2 separate regions of the Oryctolagus cuniculus genome follow, and region 2 is linked to region 1. Evidence: chromatin contacts called from public Micro-C data. All regions are on one chromosome and are shown on one strand. Each heading gives the region's core, a stretch centred on a gene start, on an enhancer-like site or on the middle of the called end of the contact. The rest is flanking DNA. Distances are from core to core; before and after follow the strand shown. Region 1 has its middle 170 kb from the start of DYRK1A. Region 2 holds the start of DYRK1A (dual specificity tyrosine phosphorylation regulated kinase 1A).

What was found. Hi-C and Micro-C count contacts between places; a contact is called where the count stands out from the background.
Region 2: a contact with region 1 is called in a Micro-C map of ear pinna, with 3 times the contacts expected there. The contact joins the promoter of DYRK1A here to the enhancer-like site in region 1. A contact is called at or near these places in 2 of 6 Hi-C or Micro-C datasets (ear pinna and psoas muscle).

The regions. Positions count from the first base shown.
Region 1 is chr4:7,407,309-7,414,044 of mOryCun1.1, forward strand. No RefSeq gene overlaps it. Among named protein-coding and RNA genes, the nearest start is that of DYRK1A, 170 kb to the right of the region's middle. Within about 2 kb of position 1,738, at least 7 of the 8 cell types and tissues checked have an H3K27ac peak or open chromatin away from gene starts, as enhancers often do. A contact at or near this core is called in ear pinna, where this site is marked.
Region 2 is chr4:7,579,752-7,586,173 of mOryCun1.1, forward strand. It overlaps DYRK1A (dual specificity tyrosine phosphorylation regulated kinase 1A), which reads right to left and starts at 5,010. Exons shown (of 11, transcript XM_070071825.1): 1 at 4,202-5,010.

The sequences.
Region 1 (6,736 bases), core at 488-2,987:
TCAGGCTCCAGCTGATGGTTCCGATCCTCACCAGGCAAGAGCACTGGCAAGGCTGCAGGACGGTCATCTGGCAGGGCAGTTAAGGACCAGTGAGGACACAAACCCGCCCCAGGGGAGTGCCCGCGTCCAGTCCCCAGTCCAGAAGAAGCCTCTGACCACTAGAGCCAGCAGTGGGCTGATACTCGAAGCACAGAGGTGGAAGTACACCCCGATAACGAAACAGGATCAGCAAAACGAATGTCGGTTTGTTTTAAGGATTTATTTTATTTGGAAGGCAGAGTTACAGAGAGGGAGGGAGAGCCAGAGGTCAATCTTCCATCCACTGGTTCACGCCCCCAGACAGCAGCGACAGGCCAGGAACCAGGGGCTTCTTCCTGGTCTCCGCCCTGGGTGCAGGGGCCCGAGCACCCGGGCTGTCCTCTGCTGCCTTCCCAGGCCATCAGCAGGCAGCAGGGACTCATGGACTTGAGGAGTGGCTGATACCCCCCGCCAAGCCCCAGTGCCCCGTGTCACTGTAGGTGAGCAGGGATTAATCAGCCACATGCCACAGGGCAAAGGAAATGGAAAGGAGAAGGCATGGGAGGCCTGCAGGCCGTGGCGCACTAGGTTAATCCTCTGCTTGCAGGGCCTGCATCCCATACGGGCGCCGGTTCTAGTCCTGGCTGCTCCTCTTCCAACCCAGCTCTCTGCTGTGGCCTGGGAAAGCAGTAGAAGTCGGACCAAGTTCTTGGGCCTCTGCACCCACGTGGGAAACCCAGAGGAAGCTCTGGCTTCGGATCAGCTCAGCTCCAGCCATTGCGGCCATTTGGGGAGTGAACCAGCGGATGGAAGACCTTTCTGTCTCTCTCTCTAGTTATAACTCCACCTCCCCAAAAAGATAAAATCTTTAAAAAAAAAAAAAAAAAAAAAAAGCAGCAAGCCTGTAGGCAGACCTGAGACCCCGCATAAACGTGGGCGGTGGTCGGGGGTCATCAGCCACGGTCACTCATAAGCAAGGGAAGGCCAGATGCGGCAGGGAAAGGCAAGTGTCTCCCAACTCCCCTTACCCCCTACCCAGCCCGCCCCGCCACGCTGGGCTCCAGGTGCCCACAGACAAGCAGGTGGCGCCAAGCAGTGGCCAGAAATGCAAACTTAACAGGAAGGAGCCGCAACTGCGCTGTCCCCCAGGCTCGAAGCCCCTTCTCCTGACCTAGCAGACCTGCCCCAACGGGACCATCAAGGCGGCCCCAGGCGCCTGCAGGCGACGTCAACGCCCGCGCCAGTGCGTGGAGAGGCTGGGCCCGGAAGCAGCCCCACTGCGGGGTCGCTCACGGCCCTCCGGCGTCACGGGCCTGGGCGAGGGTGGGTCTCTGCGCCTTGGGGCTCGCACCGTGCGGCGGACAAGGGAGGAGGCTGGGGAGCGGAGGGAGGTCAGCTGGTCGCCCCAGCAGGGTCCCTCGGAGTGCGCAGCTGTGACGCGAGGGACACACGGAGATGAGGCCGCCACCGCCGGGACGGGGCGAGATAGCGTGTGCCACCGCGAGTCACCCTGGGGGCCCACGGCGGGGCGACCTGAGGGCGAATCAGCGTCCCCCAGGGAGCAGGCGTGAAAAGCAAGCGGACCCCAGCTCAGCCCGCTCGGAGATCCCGCAGCCGCAAGACCGGAAGCACCAGCAGGAAGTGACGTAGCCCTTCTGCGCCGCCTCGGAGGCTTGGGGCGTGGCTCTGGAGCTTCCGGCCAATCGATGCCGCGGGCGCGATGTCACGTGCCCGCGATGCGCGGTCACGTGACAGTGGGCGTGGGTCAGGCTCTTCCGGCCGCGGCGCCCATAGAGGTTGCGCGTTCCTGGCTTTGGATTGTCTTTGTCGCCGTTCTCGGCCCCGCCCGCCGGAAGCCCTGAGGCCCGAGAGAACAGCCACGCGGGAAATGTGGGGCGCCCCTGCCCGAGCTAGCGTGGCGGGACCGGGGCCGCTTCGCCCGGGGGCGGGGGAGACTCGCCGGAGCCGCGCGAAGCCCGGCGTTGCGTGTCCGCCGCGTGGCGTCTGCAGGCACGGCGCCCACGGACCGAGGCCGGGCCGCCTGGAAGGCGCCGCGGAGTCAGGCGCGCCCTCCGAGGGGCTGGGGCCCGGCCCCGGCCTCCCCTCTGCCTCGGCGGGTGAGTGGCGTGTGCCGCAGCCCCCGCGGCGAGAAGGAACTGCTCAGAGCCCGGCCGATCCGCTTCGGAAGTCCTGGAACTCGGGTTCGGAACCGTCCTGAGTGGTCATGGACAGACGCGGTGCACCTGACTCGAGTTCCTGCGAGCACCGAGCAAGGCCGGAAACCTGGCTCCGCAAGGAATGATCGCTGTTCGTGATTAAGACGCCAGTTCCTGGTGTGACCGTTACCCATCGTATGCAGAGACTCAGTCTCTACTTTGGCGCAAAGCAGCTCGAAATCCATGCAGGGTTTTTTCATAATACACAGGTCTCTCCACGCACGATTATCCCCCGGGACCCCATAAATACGTGTATTGTGTCGATTGAAAGTAAACCTGCTGGGCGTAGCGGGGAAAGCTGCCGCCTGCAGCGCCGGCGTCGCATGTGGGCGGCGGTTCGAGACCCGGCTGCTCCACTTCTGATCCAGCTCTCTGCTGTGGCCTGGGAAAGCAGTGGAAGATGGCCCACGTCCTTGGGCCCCTGCACCCACGTGGGAGACCCGGAAGAAGCTCCTGGCTCCAACCATTGCGAGTATTTGAGGAGTCAAACAGCAGGTGGAAGACCTCTCTCTCCCTCTCTTTGCCTCTCGAATAATAAATAAGTTTAGAAAAGAAAAAGGAAAGACAGCTGTGATTCCGACGCCTAGAGATCACGACTGACACCCAGCGTTTGGGACAGCCTCACTCGGAGCCCTAGGCCCCAGTGCCTGAGAATGCGACTGCATTGGAGACAGGGATTCCAGGGGCGGTAATGGGGAGGGCAGCCCTGGCCCGAGGCGGCTGGTGCTCCTAACAGAGGTGAGGACACAGAGGCGTGGCCACGTGCAGACAGCCGGTACCAGCCCCGCCCACACCTCCACCGCGGGACTGCAGTCCCCAGGGTGTGAGACCAGCAGCACCTGTTGTTCATCCACGCGGTGTGCGGTGCGCGGTGCTTGTCCCAGCAAACTCACAACAGGCAGGCAGGATCTCACCCAGCACAGGCGACAGGGGCGTGCTTCTCCCTCCCACGCGGGACGCACCCCTGCGCAGGCTACAGGGGGCTGCCCTTCCTCTAGGAATGTGACCGCCATCCCTGTGATGGCCGAGGGCACCGGTGCCTCTGGCTGCTCGGGCCGCGGTGGCAAGCACACGCTGACACCTCCGAGGGCACGGAGACGCACGGGCTGAAGCCCCCGAGCCCCAGGCCACGGTCTACTTACTCTGTGCACGTGCGCTGGGAGGAGTTAGCGGAACCTCAGGGGTCCAAGCAGCCCTGGCCCCCAAGGGGGTCCTCGTGTTGTCAGGCAGTCCCAGAGGGCTGGGCGCGTCGCCACGTTGTTAACATCATCAGTTCACGGGGACAGCGTCCAGAACCCCCCGGCACTCACAGGCGCTCGGGTCCCTGACGTCAGACACCGCGGCATCTGCACATTTCGCTCACCCCTCCGGCTTCCCTCGCCAGTTCCAGGGCAACTGTCCCGGCGCTGTGTCGTTTAGGGCATGGTGACAGCGGGCGGGGGAGCCTGGAGGTGGCCAGCACGGACTTCTGCCCCCAGGTACCCTTTCTGCAATCGGTTCGGTGCAGTCTGAGACGGGCACCGCGCTACGTTGCCTTTTTTTGCCCAAATGATCTGAGGCTTTGATTTCACGTCGATTTTGGCCAACCCATCGGAATGCGCGCTCTCATCTGTGATCGGCCGCCGCGGGGGGGGGTGACAGGGTGTGGTTACCCTTTGGTGATCGTCCCAACGCCAGTCTTCTCTCAACATAATTCTGTCAGATACACCGTCCACTTTTCAGGTGGTTAGAACAAAATACCACAGGACTTTCAGGACGGGCAGCTGGTTTTGAAGGAAAAAGATTATTTTTAAAATATTTATTTATTTATTTGAAAGAGTTACACAGAGAGGGAAGGAGAGGCCGGGGGGGTGGGTGTTCCATCCTATGGTTCATTCCCCAGTTGGCTGCAACGGCCGGAGCTGCACCGATCCAAAGCCAGGAGCTTCCTCCTGGTCTCCCACGACGGTGCAGGGCCCAGGGACTTGGGCATCTTCCACTGCTTTCCCAGGCATAGCAGAGAGCTGGATCGGAAGTAGAGCAGCCAGGACTCAAACCAGCGTCTATATGGGATGCCAGCACTGAGGGCAGTGGCTTTACCTGCTACGCCACAGCGCCGGCCCCAGAAGATTCTTTGTTTTAGGCTCTTTTTCTAATCAAAGAAATAGGTCACGTGAGCTGAAAACTAGGAAGGGTCTCCTGCAGTGACCTTGTGCACTGGAAACACACCCATCTCCACGCAGCCGGAAGCCAGGGGCCAGCACCGGTCTCCCCGGGACCAGTGCCATGCTGAGAGGGAACACCGTCAGGCTGTAGGGTGGATCCCCGCTCTCCTCTCCAGAACCGGGCCCTGCAGCCTTTCCAGTCTCACAAATAAGGGCTTCCTGGGCGCGCTCAGAGCCCAATAGAAACGGGGCTCTCCCTGCCTCTGCCCCCCGCCTCCCCGGGAAGGTGGGAGGGCCTTGGTCGTAAGATGGCTGAATTAAAACACAGCAGAGGCAAAGCCCAGGCACGAGGGTGCAGGGTTCCCCCTAGTGCTCTGTGTTCTCCCTCCTCCCCTCCCCTCACCGTCTCTCCCCCTTCTCTTTCCCTAGCTCTCTCTCCTCTCTCCTCGCTCGCTCTCCTCCCATCTCCTCTCTCTCTCTCTCTCTTCTCTGTCTCTCTCCTCTTGGAGGGAAGGTTCCAGAAGAACCACAAGAATTCCAGGCACTTCAAATCGTTCATGGAAAGCAAACTCGGAAGGTAAGTTCCGGGCGCTGTCTGGCCCAGTCTTTAAGCCAGCGGTGAGGACGCCTGTGCTGCCGTCAGCAGAGCCCCTGAGTTCGAGTTCCCGTCCTGGCTCCCAGTTCCAGCTTCCTGTTCAGGCAGAGCCTGGGAGGCAGCAGTGTGGGCCCAAGTACTCGGGTTCCTGCCGCCCGCAGGGGAGGCCTGGATGCAGGTCCCAGCTCCTGGCTTTGCCTGCCCCCTCTAATGTTGTCAGCATTTGTGGAGTGAACCAGTGGGTGAAATCTCTCTCTCTCTCTCTCTCTCTCTCTCTCTCTCAAATAAATACAAAATTGTTAAATGCTTATTCATTTTCATCTACTTGAAAGGCAGACGAGAGAGAGAAGAAATCTTTTCACCCGCTGGTGTACTCCCCAGGTGGCCACAACCAGGAGCCTGGGCCAGGCTGAAGCAGGAGCCTGGAACTGGATCCAGATCGCCCATGTGGGCAGCTGGGGTCCAAGCACCTGCACCATCCGCTGCTGCTTCCTGGGATGCGTTAACAGGAAACTGGATCGATCGGAAGTGGAGTGGCTGGGACTGGAACCAGCACTCTGATAATAGGACATGGTGTCCCAAACGGTAGTTTAACCTGCTCTGCCACAATTCTTCATTTTTATCTGAAAGGCAGAGAGAAATATCTTCCATCCACTGGTTCACTCCTCAGATGCCCTCAACAGTCAGGGCTGGGCCAGGCTAAAGCCAGGAGTCTGGCTTCCATCCAGTTCCCCCGTGTGGGTGCAGGGGCCCAAGTGTGTGAGCCATCGCCTGCTGCCTCCCGGGGTGTGCATGAGCAGGAAGCGGGACTGGAAATGGAGCAGCCCGGACTCCAATCAAACACTAGGCTATGAGGTGTGGGCGCAGCAAGTGGCAGCGTCGCCACTGGCCCGAACGCCCATCCCGAGAGGAATTTCCAAAGCTCCAGAATGGAAATCTCACATACTATTCCGTGAAGGGAGAGAGGTGGGCAGAAGGAGGGTGTCGCTCCCCCTCTTCGTGGAGGAACGACACTAAACCCTGCCTAGGCTTCATATCCGAGTCACGGCACCATTATGTCGCTCCCCCTCTTCACGGAGGAACGACACAGGACCCTGCGCTGTTCTTTTGTCTGCTCGGCCCTTCCTGGGTTTGCTGCTGGTTCTTCCCGGGTTGGCTGCTGGTTCTTCCCGGGTTGGCTGCCATTCTTTCCGGGTTGGCTACCGACCCTTCCACCTCCGTGGAAGGGCGGTGCCCCCTGCCACTTTCCCCACTTCCGCGGGGGAGCGGCACACCGCCGGCCGGCCGGCTCTCTCGGGGGCTGCTCAGGTGTTCCTTCAGATAGATGTTCCTGGTGCATGTTGTCTCTCTCCTCCTTTATAGTCCTCTTCCTCCAATCCCAACTCGGCTGCCCACACGCCGAGTACGCTGCTCTCCTCCAATCAGGAGCAGGATCAGCTCCTGCAGGTCATCACTCAAGTTGGTGAGAGGCAGCTGCGTAGAAGTTGTTACTCCCTTCTCAGCGCCATATTGTGGGAGAGCAGATGCATAGAATAAGTCTTAATTCCAGTAACAGTCTAGTCTGAGTTGCTCCCCACAGGAGGGGTGGGGTGTTGCAGTTCAAGGGCGGTGAGAGCTGGGGCCTGCTGCACCCAGAATACTGACCATGACCATGTGCTCTGCATTTCCCTAAAGAAAACTGGAAGAAAGGATTTTGAATGCCTTCTCCATAAGGAAATGTCAGAAGGTGATGAAGCATGTGTTTACCCATTGGATGCTACGTA
Region 2 (6,422 bases), core at 3,760-6,259, 180 kb after region 1:
GGCCTGGGAAAGCAGTAGAAGATGGCCCAAGTCCTTGGGCCCCTGCACTTGCGTGGGAGACCCGGAAGAAGCTCTGGATCCTGGCTTCAGATCAGCGCTGCGGCCATCGGGGAGTGAACCAGCAGACTCTGTCTCTGTCTCCTCTCTCTCTCTCTCTCTCTCTCTCCTCTGTCTCCTCTCTCTCTCTCCCTCTGCCTCTCTATAACTTTGCCTTTCAAATAAATGGAATAATTAAAAAAAAAACACTTAAGTACTTATAGATGAAGTTATATGACAGCATAATAATTTTAAAAAACCAAACATGGTTTTCAAGTAACAGTCAAAATGCAATACAAACCAGCATTCTCTCTGCATGGTTACAAGACGAAACGCATGCCAAAGGTCCTTGTAGCAATGTTTGTAATAAGTTACCTTCAACTCTGCCTTTGTAGCTAAATATTCAAAATACTATGAAAACCCAAGTTCTTTAAACACTCCCCAGCCCTACGTAGTTAAGTCATGAACACAATACACAATAACTTTCCATAAATAAAACTAAGTGGTAGGTATCAGAAAATACAGAGGAAATAATTTTCAAGGGTCTTTATTTACTGTCCACAATGCCAAACAAGATATTGCACTAAAGCAGAATATTTTCATTTATCTTGAATGTTACAGCCTCTAAAAAATTGGGCTGACATTCATGTTTCAGTTTCCAGTACACAGTAATTTTTCATGCTGGTTAAGTTTCTAATGGGTACCACTAAAATGTCGTGAAATCTCAACTTTCTAAGAGTACGATCTCACTAGATTCCTCTCACTCTTACCAATGACTCATTCATTTGAGCCTATTTCTCCAAATCTAAAATTTCTTCAATACCCACCCTAAGTGCACAGTGGCGACCCCTCCTCTCACAGTCATTAACTGCTGGCCTAGGCCTCTCCCAAGCACACAGACCCTGCTTACGCCCCGTTTTGCAAGGGAACGTGGTGCAGACACTGACAGGAGTCCTTAACTTTCTGGCAAGGTTTGAAGTCTAGATCAATTTGGACAGCTACCATAAACACCACTGCTATGCCAAGACAAATGCGCCCAAAGCCCCGGAGTACTCCAGGCAGGCCTAAGTCATACGTACATGAAACAGCTCGACTATAACCAAATAAACTTCTTCCTTAAACCACCGTTTCTCTGAAACAATCCTCTTCAGTTTAAAACCTTGGCGTGCCAAATTTTAGCTCTAGCTTCAGATTTATTACCTATCTGAAAGGAGTATATCCTCTTAAAGCAAATGAATAAATTTTTTTTAAAAAAAAAAGGCTAAAGGTAATTCCACTGAATTACTAAAATACCTCGAAATCAAAGTACCAAGTGTATTCATTATTAAACACTTTGCACATGTATGAGGTACAGAAGAAATCTAAATATTCAAAGGGAAAAATGACTGAAAATAACTACACAAAACTTTATGACTCATAACACTTTAAGGATGTCTATAATTAAAATTAAGTGTGAAGACTAAGAAGCACCAAGGAATATTAATTCCTTCCATTCAAAAATCGACTGCCTGGTTTTCTTCAGGGAGAGAGGGCTGGCAAGTCTCATTAAAGAGGCTCACCTCCGCTTTGCATCTCCACTTCTGCAAACTACAAAGTTAATCCCATGCCAGAAACCGTAAGTGGACAGACACAGTCTCTTAGAATCGAACCCTGAGTCACTGCACGCAAGTCGTTCCGAAATTTGCTAGTTAGAACCTAGCCAGCCCCCTGGCTCCGGGAGCCCCAGCTGTGTGACCTTGGAGGAGTCACTGCCCGCTCTCCGGGCTCAATGTGCCCATCTGTAAAATGGGTTAACACCTCCTACCGGCAGCACACGGGGTAAAATATCCCCAAAGCCGTGAGAGGAGTGCCAGCCACCATCTGCCCTAATCTCTACATGCGGAAAACAATGCAGACGGGGGTCTCTTCCGACCGTCGGGGCGGAATTCCAGAAGCAAACGGTGCTGGCATTCCAGCGCTGCACCTGCAGTATGGGAGTCCTAGGATCCAGGGACGGGCGAAAGGCACAGGCAACCACTGACTCACTAATTTTGCCATTTTTAACTGTTTCAGGCTGGAGGGGGCGGGGGGAGGCCTTCGCCGAATGCTCAGACAGTCGGCGGCCCCGGTGCCTGCGAAGCCTCGGCGGGTCTGTGCCTATAAATAGACTCGCGAAGTTTTGTAGCAATACACAGGTATCAATTTTAATTCGCGTCTCCGCGGCGGCTTAAGCAGGTCACCGCTCCCCCGCACTCCGGCCCCAACTTCCGAGCACGCCGCGTCCCCCGCCCCACCCCCACCCGGCGCGGACCCCCGAGGGCCGCCGAGCCAGCGGGCCCCGACCTTCGCCGGCGCCCGGCGCGGCCCCGCTTCCCTTAACCCGTGCATTGTCCTTGCGAAGAACCCCGGCGGCTCCCACACTGGTGGGGACCTAGAGGAGGGACGAGGGAGGAGCTGGGGGAAGAGGATGAGGAGGAAGAGGAGGAGGAGGAGGAGGAACACAGCCTCCTCCCTCCGCCCCGGCGACCAGAGAAGGCCCGGCTCCCGGGAGGCCGCGGCCCCCGCTCCCACCCTCCGCAACTTTCCCTCCGCGCGCACCCGCCGCCCCGCCGGGACCCGGCTGCGGGCTCCCTCCCCCGGCGGCCGGCCCCGGGCCCCGCGGCGCCTCCTCCTAAAATGGCAGGTCCCTCCCTCCGCCGGGCCCGGCGGAGCCGAGCGCCGGGCCGGGCCGGACACTCACCGGGACGATGGCGGGGCGCTCGCGCCGCTCCCTCCGGTGAGTCTCAGCCTCGGGCTCCCGCGCCGCGCTCCCGCCGCGGCCTCCGCAGCCAGCGCCGCCCCGGCCGCCTCTCGCCGCCCCCGGCGCGGCCGGCTCCTGGCCGCGCCGCAGCCTCCTCAGTCTCTCGCGCTCGCGGGTCCGGCGGCGCCGGGGGCCGGGGCGGCGACAGCCCCCTCCCCGGCAAATACCGCAGTCCCCGGGCCCCGAGTCCCGGCGGCGGGGCCGCGCGGAGGGCGGCGGCGGCGGCGGCGAGGCCGGGCGCCGAGTGGCGGCCGCTGCCGGCGGCTTCTTCCCGAGGAGGATTTTGTAAATCGCACAAAATGGCGCGCGCTCCAAACCTGCGCAGCGAGGAGCGCCGGGCCCGAGCGGCGGCGGCGGCGGCGGCGGCGGCGGCTTCTCCGCCAGGAGCGCCCGAACCGCCCGCCCCCGAGCGCCCGCACAGACAGACAGACACTCGCACACGCACGCACGCCCGCTCGCTCGCACACACACACTCGCACACTCACACCGGTCCCGCCCGCCCGCCCGCTCGCTCGCTCGCTGGCCGGCGGCGGCAGCGGCACCACCAGCAGCAGCAGGAACAGCAGCAGCAGAAGCGGCGGCGGCAGCGGCGGCGGCGCCCGCACCCCCCGCTCGGGGTGTCCGCTCCCCGAGCCCGACCTGGGCCGCGATCAGCAGCAGCGACGGCAGCAGTCTCCCCGGATCCCCCCGCCGCGGTTGCCGCCGCCACCCCCGCCTCACTCCAATGGGGCTTTTTATTATTATTCGGGCGGGAAGCGAAAGGGTTTAAAAAAAAACCAACCAACAAAATGGCGACGGACCGACCCGGTCGCTATGGCAACTGTCAATCAAAACGCAAAACCCCGGCTGACGTGCTGACGTCCTCCGCCCGCCCCCCCGGCCCCAAGCCGGCGGGCGGGGCTTGTTGCCCGGGAAACGGCAGACTTCGTTCCCTCCTTTCCTGCTCCCCCTCGGTCCCCAGCCAACCACCCAACCCCCCTCAGGTCACGTGAAGGATAAATTCGGAGCTCGGGCCCGCTACGAGTGTCAGAGGAGGGCGCGTGATTCGCTCGGGGGAGGGGTGCGGAGGGGGACGGCCGGGCCGAGGGAGGGAAGGGGAAGGGGGCGAGGCGGCGGCCGGGCCCGTGCGCGAGCGCCCGCCGCCTCCCCGGCCGCCTCGCCCCGCCCCGCGCCCGCCGCGCCCGCGCCGACTGCGGCCCCGGGAGCGCGCGCGGCCTCCCGCGCTTCCGCGTCGGGCGCCCGCAGCCCCGCCCGCGCCGGGGGGAGGGGCGCGCGCGGCCGCGGGGCGGGGTGGGGGGGCGCGGAGAGGGGCCGGGGCGCCGGGGCCGCCGCCGGGCGGGAAGCCGGGAAGCCCACCCCCGCGCGCCCGGGCCCGAGGGCTCTCACCGCGGTGCGGCCGCCTGCATTCCCGGGGAGCGCGCCGGCCGCGCACGGCCGCGCGGAGGAGCCGTTCTCGGAAGGGCTCGCGGCCCCCCTCGCCGGAAAATGCCCACGGAGGCCGCGGCGGGGGCGGGGAGGAGGCCGCCCGCGCGCCTCAGACATCCCAGGAATCCCGGGCGCCGCGGCCGCATCCGGGGTGCCCCTGCGGCTGACGCGCGGCCGGGCCCTGCCACGTGGGACCCACGTCCGAGCCTCCGGGCCGGCGCGCCCCCTCCCACTGCAGACCCCGCGTGGGTGCCGAGCCCGTCCTGCGCTGCCCGCGGCCGGAGCCCTTCCCTAACATCCGGCTCCTGGTGCATTAGCCCGTGGACCCCTCCCCATGCTGGGCGTGCTGGGAATTGTCTGCTGTGCCACCCCCGCCCCCCCAGGTAATGGTGTTTAATCAGCGTTCGTCCGGGCTTGCACGCAGCGAAAGTCGCTAATCTGGTGGTTGATTTCTAAGCCTGACTTTGCCGTGTGCAGGTAGTGTCCGTGTCGGGGTCTTGGGCTCAGTCTCTTCACAGACTAGCCACAGACACAATCTGACAGACGACACAGGTGTAAGAGGAGAAATCCCAATGAAAGCCTCCAGCCTGTGTAAATTTCCAGCAGAATTCCCCTCCCACAGTCTGCAGGTACAGCACTGATATATTAAGGCGATCATTCAAATGAGCAAAGGCCCTGAAGTAATCAGACCAGACCTTAAATAAATTTGGCAAAAAAAAAAAAAAAATTAGGCAAGTGGTTAGCTTCAGACTGATTCTCATGACTGGTTAAAAAAAATAAAAGTTCTGGATTGCTGGTGTTTTCAAACTTGCCCTCCTAATGTAATTGAGGTCTGCATACAGCTTCGCATCTAAGGAAGAGGAAGTGGCCAACAGTGTCCCTATTCATGAAAGAGGTTGTCACCCAGTGCTTCCCAAGCTCAAACTTCCACCTGGAAGACAACCCCTTCCTCCCTCCACCTGCTCTCCTGCCTTCTCCCCACTCCAGCCCATCCGCCAAGGTTTCACTGCTGCCGGACACTTGAGCAAGTGCCACCTTGACCACTAAGTTATTCCCGAGTCAAGTTTTCATTGCTAGCAATGGAGGAAGCTTGCATAATGCACATCTAAGTAACCGAGACAGAATAGGACAAGATCGCCGGGAGTAGATCCTCGCCTCAGATGGGTCGAGGGGCTCATGGGATGAGGGAAGTCTTCAGGTCGTAGGCACACAGGGGTCAGAGGCGTCCCCAGTGTTCCCGTGTAGAACGCTGCTCATTTCTCTCCCAGCGTGACTGCCTTAGACAGCATCGCACTGCGTGCCCAACGGGTTTTGTGTGGGCTTCCCCTAAACACTACCAGCAAGTTATGGCTGGCACCAAACAAGAGAACACACGTAGCCAGGAAGGACGCTGGTATGGATGCCAGTGTGGTGCAGAGCTGAGAGACCCTCCCCGTGGGTTTCGCTTAGAGGTGTTTGATGGCCTAAGAAAATCCGGAGAAGCAGAATCCCCCAACTGGCAGTTACTATCGGCTTGCACTTCTTCCCACGCCTGTTAGAGGTCTCATCCTCACTATAACATTGTATCTCGGTTATACGGCTGAGAAAGCAAGCCCTGAAGTGACTCTCCCAAAGCCGGCCCACCCGTGAGCAGGGGAAGTCAGAATTCAAACCCAGGTGTGGCTGTAAAGGCTGTGTTTCGGCAGACTGTTTGGAAGCAGAGTTGTCACAGAGATAACCCTGACTAAAGGAGGTCTCTATGATGTGCCCTGGTCCCAGATGACTGGTGCCAGTGTTCTTATCTCTGCGCTCACAATTTCTGACACCCCTGATGTTCTTACAGACAAGTGAAGCCCTTCATCGCCCTGCTTGTACAAGCGTTATTCACTGTTCTGACTTTGGGGCCTGCCATGTGGCACAATCAGTTAAGCCTCTGCCTGCAGCACCAGCATCCCATAGGAGTGCAAGTTCAAGTCCTGGCTGCTGCACTTCCAATCCAGCTCCCTGCTAATGCACCTAGGAAAGCAGCAAAGATGGCCCAAGTTTTTGGGCCCCTGGACCCAAGTGGGAGGCCTGGAAGAAGCTCCTGGCTTCAGCTTGGCCCAGCCCCGGCCATCGTGGCCATCTGGGGAGTGAAACAGCAGGTGGAAGACCTCTCTCTGTGTCTCTCTCTCTCTGTCTCTCTCTCTCTCTGTGTAACTCC